Regions from separate parts of the Capra hircus genome. Here region 2 is linked to region 1. The links are chromatin contacts, called in public Hi-C maps. All regions are on one chromosome and are shown on one strand. The core of a region is the stretch at or near the end of the contact, and the rest is flanking DNA. Distances in the headings are between cores, read along the strand shown. Region 1 has its middle 48 kb from the start of PKDCC. Region 2 holds the start of EML4 (echinoderm microtubule-associated protein-like 4).

Evidence for each region. A called contact is a pair of places that touch in the nucleus more often than the background predicts.
Region 2: a Hi-C map of blood shows a contact between it and region 1, with 2.8 times the contacts expected there. The contact joins the promoter of EML4 here to the enhancer-like site in region 1. A contact is called at or near these places in 2 of 5 Hi-C or Micro-C datasets (both in blood).

The regions. Positions count from the first base shown.
Region 1 is chr11:24,399,009-24,402,415 of ARS1.2, reverse strand. No RefSeq gene overlaps it. Among named protein-coding and RNA genes, the nearest start is that of PKDCC, 48 kb to the right of the region's middle. Within about 2 kb of position 1,760, at least 1 of the 5 cell types and tissues checked has an H3K27ac peak or open chromatin away from gene starts, as enhancers often do.
Region 2 is chr11:24,469,988-24,473,394 of ARS1.2, reverse strand. It overlaps EML4 (echinoderm microtubule-associated protein-like 4), which reads right to left and starts at 1,884. Exons shown (of 22, transcript XM_018055169.1): 1 at 1,588-1,884. The coding sequence starts at 1,612.

The sequences.
Region 1 (3,407 bases), core at 511-3,010:
GGAGTAAGGTGTCATTTCCAAGGCTGCCCCTGGATGCTTGCCCATGAGGAGCACGCCCAGGAGGCCTTGGCAGACCCTCCATACAGAGGCAGGCAGACAGAAACACAGATAGCTCACAGTGACAGTCTTGGTTCTGGGAATTTTGGAAATCAAAACTCCTACATTTTTCAAAAGAAAAAGGAACAGATTTTGGCATCTGTGCTCCAGAAACAGGAACTGACCAGGACAGTGACCTCTGATAATCACTTCCTCATCTCAATGCTCAGAAGCTGCTGGGTTCCCCCAGCCCTTCTATTTTTGTCCCCAGTGTTCTGTGGGCAGGAACCTGAGGGCTTTAGCAGAGAGAAAGGGAGAGAAAGGAGAAAGGCATAGAAGAGAAGAAGGAGGCAAGGAGGGGAGATAGATAGATAGATAGATGTTACGTATTTATTTATTTGGCTGTACTAAGATTTGGATCTTAGTTGCTGCATGTGGGATCTTCAGTTTTCCCTTGCAGCATGCGGATTCTTAGTTGTGGCAGGTGATATCTAGTTCTGTGACTAGGGATTGATCCCAGACCCACCTCATTTGGAAAGAAGAGTCTTAGCCACTGGACCACCAGGGAAGTCCAGGGAGTTATTTTTAAAGTGTGTTTTTGAGGACTGAGGAAGCTGGGAGCCAGATGGGAATGGGGTTGGGGCCAGAGGGCACCTAATGGATGCTCAGTGTAGCTGTTGTTTCTAGCTCCTTCTGGAAAGGGCACCCACATTCTGTGTTCCTTAGAGCTCATGGTTATGTGAGCCTGTGTCTCATAGCATTGAAGTATAGCAAACACTCTTAGACATATTACCTCTTGTGCATTTATTGAGCACCTACTGTATGTCCAACAAGTTGCTAGGTACTGAATGAATAAGAGACAGGCTTTTCCCTTGAAGAGCTTAGAGTTGTACAGAAGGAATTAGCATTCCAAAAATAAAGCATCAAGGTAATGAAGCTGAAAATAATTGCCAAGAGAGGAGAAACAGGCCAAACCAGGTTGGGGTGGAGTATGAAAGACCTTAGGAAGACATATGTTTGAAGGGTCAGATGGTAAAGAATCTGCCTGCAATGCAGGAAAAGAAAGTGAAGTCGTTCAGTCGTGTCTGACTTTTTGCAACCCTGTGGACTGTAACCTACTAGGCTCCGCCATCCATAGGATTCTCCAGGCAAGAATACTGGAGTGGGTTGCCATTTCCTTCTCCAGAGGGTCTTCCTGACCCAGGGATCAAACCCGGGTCTCCTGCATTATGGGCAGATGCTTTACCCTCTGAGCCACTAGCAACGCAGGAAACCCATGTTCAGTTCCTGGGTCAGGAAGATCCCCTGGAGGAGGACATGGCAACCCACTACAGTATTCTAGCCTGGAGAATTCCATCGACAGAAAAGCCTGGCGAGATCCAGTCCATGGGGTTGAAAAGAGTCAGACATGACTGAGCAACTTTCTTGAAAGGCAGATGGGCACTTGCCAGGTGGAGATGGGGAGGGAGGCCCTTCCGGCGGAGGAGCTGCATCCACAAAGATGCAGGAGAGGGAAAGTGCGAGCATAGCCGGGACGCTGAGAGTGTTGGGCAAAAATGGGTACAGAGGAGTAGTGGGAGAAACAGCTGGAGCAGGAAGTGGGTCCACTTTGCAGAGGGCTCTGAGAGCCAGACTGAGGAACGTGGGATTCCTCAGAGGGCCCTGCGGAGGCCTTGACCGGCAGCAGCATGACACACGCAGCCACGCGCTGCTGGCAGCTCGGAGAAAGGAGTGAGGCAATGCGGAGGACGGCGGAGGCGCGGGGAAGCGGCCAGACGCGGCCGTGCTGGCTCAGCCAGGCCCTTAAAATGTCTTATAGTCCTGGCCCCTGATATGTGCAGCTGACCTGAAATTGGTCCCACTGCGTAGATCTTCGTTGGTTCAAGGTTTTTACTGCAAAAACCTGAGCCTCACTGCCCGTATGGGAGCAGAAGGGGTATGGAAGATGATCCCTTCCTGTGTTCTTGTGTGTAATGACCAGAGCAGTAGCTCCTGCAAGCAATCATAGCCTCCCTCTCCGGAACAGGCTGATGGCGGGAGAGGGTGGTGCCTGCACTCTCTTGGGAGAGATCACAGGTGTGGGCTCTGAGAAGGATGAGACCTGGGAATAGCCCAGATAGAGGAGAGAGAGCAGCCAGTCTCCTGATCAGTCAGTCTCCTGGGGTGGGAAGGGACTGGGGAGGAGGGAGCCAGAGGGTCTGTTAACACACCCAGTTGGATCCTCTTCCAGGTCTGTGCCCCTGTTCCCGCATGCGTGCGTGGATGTACGATCAGCCGTGTCTGACTCTTTTCGACCGCATGGATGGTAGCCGACCAGACTCCTCTGTCCATGGAATTTTCTAGGCAAGAATACTGGAGTGGGTTGCCATTTCCTTCCCCATGGGATCTCCTCTACTCAGAGATCAAACCCACATCTCTTTCCTCTCCTGCATTGGCAGGTGGACCACCAGGGAAGCCCCTGTCCCTAATAGAGCACTTCTCACTGTGGGCAGGAAGGAACTTTCCTAGCAATAGGCAGAGAGGATTTATTGGTTGTAATTATTACTATTTTTAAAAATTAAAATAACTAGCGTCTAGTTCACAAATTTGAAATCCACTCACATTTCTTCCACTCTCCAATGTCTCCTTTTCCTTTCTAGTTCAGGATCCAAATCCAAGATCATACATGTAATAAATTAAACAACAACTGTATTTCTCTTCCTAGATTGTAAGCTCTGAGAGATCAGAGGTGGTATTTCCCACAAGTCCTAGTGCTTACTAAGCACGAAATAAAAGGATCAGGGTCAGACGCCACAGTATAAGGAGGGGAAGTCTTCTGGGTGACAGCAATGGCCAAGTTGACTGTTTGTCCCCCTCTGTATCCCTCTGTGACTTCTGTGAGTGTGACTGATGGCCCACTTCCTGCGGGGTCTTCACTGGTGGGCCACCTTTTCTGTACTTCTTTCCCTTCCCTGGCTGTCTCCATCTCCCACTTCTCCCACAGGGCATGTTAGCATGTCATCAATACACAATTATGGAGGATTTCGGTTTGCCAGAGTTTGTGCTTGGCATGGGGATGCGGTGGTGAATAATGCTAGTGATTGAAATAAACGACTCCCCAGCCCCTACAAGGGCCTGAGGATCTCTCCATGGCCTCATAGAGTCTGAGACGCTGGAGTAGTCGGCTGGGAACAGGCGGAATTGTCCTTGCTAGTTATGATTTTGTGGCGCCACCTGCTGGCCATATATAAACACATGGACACGGTTCTGTGTAAGAGTATACCCAAAGAAATTGACTACTGGTATTAAAACAGAGACACACAGAAGTACATACACACTGCGAAATATACACATGTTGGCAAACAGGCAGGCATACATGGAAACAGACACAC
Region 2 (3,407 bases), core at 635-3,134, 71 kb before region 1:
TGTCACCTCTTTGTGAACATAAAGGACAAGTCTTTCAGTCCAATATGATTACGGAATAAATCCAGACACAGGCATATGGCTTAAAAAAAGGGGGGGGCGGGGCAGTGAAAAGCTGATACCTCTTTAAAAGGAGCCCAAGAATGAAACAACTTCACAATGAAAGGAATTATAAGACATCAAAGGTTAGATAATGGACAACAGGTGCCTTTGGGGAGGAAAGAGTAACACTCAGTGGCCTCCTATTTTAGGATTTCCACCCTCTAGTGTGTGTTTCCCAAAGAAAGTATGTGTTTTTCCCAAATAAAGTCGTAGCCAAAATTACGGTTTTTACTATTTAATACCCATAGTAGGTCCACTGTTCTTAAATATACTTTTTTATATTAAAAAAAAGTTGATCTCAACATGTATGAATAAACTATGGCCTATGGCCGGCCCATGCGTTGATCCATGAACACTAACCAACTAGGAATTTATTATCAAGAAACGAAAAGAAAAGCGTCAAATACTCAATATACCAATCCAGGAGCAGGTATCACATAACTGCCTTATCAGCCAAAGCAGAAACTGTTTCTCTCACCATCATAACAGTTGAGCTCAATCTTTACAGTAACCAAATTCCAAGAGCCTCAAAGAATAGTAATTCCAGACACAGATTATATGGCTCTGAGTACCAGCCACGAGTTCTGATTCTCTTAACCAGTTACAAAATTTACTACCTTTATTCGGGTGAAAGGGAACACTGCAACAATACTTCAGTCTACTTCCCTTTCTCCATTCCACAAAGACAACATATTCCAAAAATGGAGAATCCTTTCTTTCCCTGACAGAGGCCCCCTTTCCTATGGATTCATGGGGCAGGATTACTTCTCCCCAGCATGCTTGCAGAGTCAGCACGCAGACTTCTGCGTTCACTCCCCTCTTAAAGAGGGTCCCCCAACACAGAAGCACCTCTTCCTTTCCTGTATTAGGCAAATGATGCTTCAGCGCTACTGGATCTCTCCACCACTACGAAACGTTCAGCGAAGTGGAGGGAGTGAGGGGAAGTTGTCAGTTACCCCGAGAGATACTTAAAAGACGACTCCAAATTTAAAGTGAAGGCTTGAGGAGGAGAGAGGGAATGGGGGTCCCTTCCCTAAAAGGGAGCCTGTGCGTGGGTAAGGGATGTCCCCACCCTGAAAGAGAGCTCGGTATGTAAGACGGGGGAGGAGTGTTGTACCCAGAAGAGATTCAGGTTTGAGAAAGAGGTGTCCTAATCTTGAAGGTGGGGGGAGCCGTGAGTGTATGGCGCGGGGGCGCAACAGCTTTAGGGCGGCCTCTATGAAAGAAGAGGTTCCCACTTCGGGGAAGAAGCGCCCCGCACCGACGGGGACGCTGGGAGGAAAGGAGGGTCTTGCTGAGGAGGGCTGGCTTGGGGGAGGGGTTCCGAGTTCACCGGAGCCCGGAGAGGGGCGGCAGGCTCGAGGGAAACATGTGCAGTGGAACTGCTGCCATCCCGAGGGGCAGGGTGGAGAGCAGGCCCGGGCTGCGTGTGCAGGGAACAAGGTTCCCACCCTGCGCAGGAGAGGAAGGACTCCCAGCCGCACTCACCGAGGCTGCCGGCGAAACCGTCCATCTTGCGGGGAAAGCACCGCGCTCCGGGCTCAGCGGGGCGGGCACTTCATTCAGCGGACCGACTAGGGTGGTCGACGCTGAGCCTGACCCGCTCGCTCTCTCGGACGCGCGGCTCGGCTCCCGCCTCCGTAGTCCGTCGGCCCGTGCGCCCCAGGGCAGTCAGCCGCGGCCGCCGGGACCACTTCCCCGTCAGGTTGAGAGCCGCGCCGCTCCGCCGCCTGCCCTGCCTCCGTCCCAGACAGCAGCCGTGAGCGCCGCGCCGCGTCCCGCCCCCGCGCCCGCGCGCCCGCGCGCAGTGGTAGCCCCGCCCCCGCGCACGCTGTCACGCTTCCGACCCCGCCTCCCACGTGACGACCCGGAGGCGGGGTCTCGCGGACCCTTCCCTCTCACCTTGCCTTAGCCTCGGATTCCGCCCGCCTCGCGGGGGACGGGTGCCTGCGCTTGCGCGGTGGACTGCCTAAGGGCCCAGGATTTGGGACTTGAAACTGGTTCCGAGGAAGTAGGGTAAGGGGAGACCTCCAGCCTGGGATACTCAGGAACTTCCAAGGATTCCTTCCTCCGCAGCACCTAGGGAGTCCAGAGAGACCCTTCAAAGCTCAAATCTGGAGCTCCTCTGACAGGAGATGGCCACCCTGAGTGCCTTAGCACAGTAAAGAGGCAACCAAGTCGGGGGAGGAATCCAGTCTTCGCGGGTTCTTCCTTTGTCCCAGTAGGGTGAGGGACAGAGATGAGGGTGAGTCTTCTTGACTAGCTCAAGGCCATTACTCCACAGCCCAAGGCCCACAGCAGGGCAGGGCCCAGGATGTTCCAGAAGCAAGGAATGTTAGTACTGGACAGGACCCAAGCGTTCATCTTGCCTCCGCTTCAGGGAGGACACTGAGCCTTAGAAAAGACATAACCTGTGCAAGGTCAGGAGAAGGAAATGGCAACCCACGCCAGTATTCTTGCCTAGAGAATCCCGTGGACAGAGGAGCCTGGTGGGCTGCTGTCCATAGGGTCGCACAGAGTCAGACACGACTGAAGCGACTTAGCATGCATGCATGCGTTGGAGAAGGAAATGGCAACCCACTCCAGTGTTCTTGCCTGGAGAATCCCAGGGACGGGGGAGCCTGGTGGGCTGCCGTCTATGGGGTCGCACAGAGTCGGGCACGACTGAAGCGACTTGGCAGCAGCAGCAGCAGCGCAAGGTCACGGAACCTGGTAAAAGCAGAACTAGAACTAATTCCCCCCTCCTGTTGTTTTCCACCAAGGATGCAAAGCCACCTCTGACAGGACAAATCATAGGATTGCCTACTAGGGAAGTGTAACAAAGGGTTGAAGTAATCCTGAGTCCAGGCCCAATTCCATGTGACTCAAGAGGTGAGTGATCAAGTCACTAAACTCACTTGGGCCTCATTTTATTCCATTGTAAATGGAAGACTGGACAGGTAAGCAAAACATCTAAACCTTCTTTTTCATCCTCATTCCCACACACCTGTATTCTCCATCCTTCTGAAGACCTTCCAGTGGTTTCCCAAGTCCCTCTTGGGACTACGTTGTGTGGATCAGGGGACTAGTTACAGAGGAGAAATATAAGGTATCCAGGAACTAAATTGATCTGTACAATAATAAAAAGCTGGCTTAGAAGAGATTAAGAGTGATTTTTACAGCCTTTCCTGATGCCTCAGAGGTAAATAATCTGCTTGCCAATGTAGGAGACTCAGGTTCCATCCCTGAGTCTGGAAGATCCCCTGCAGAAGGAAATGGCAACCCACTCTAGTATTCTTGCCTGGGAAACACCATGGACAGTAGAGCCT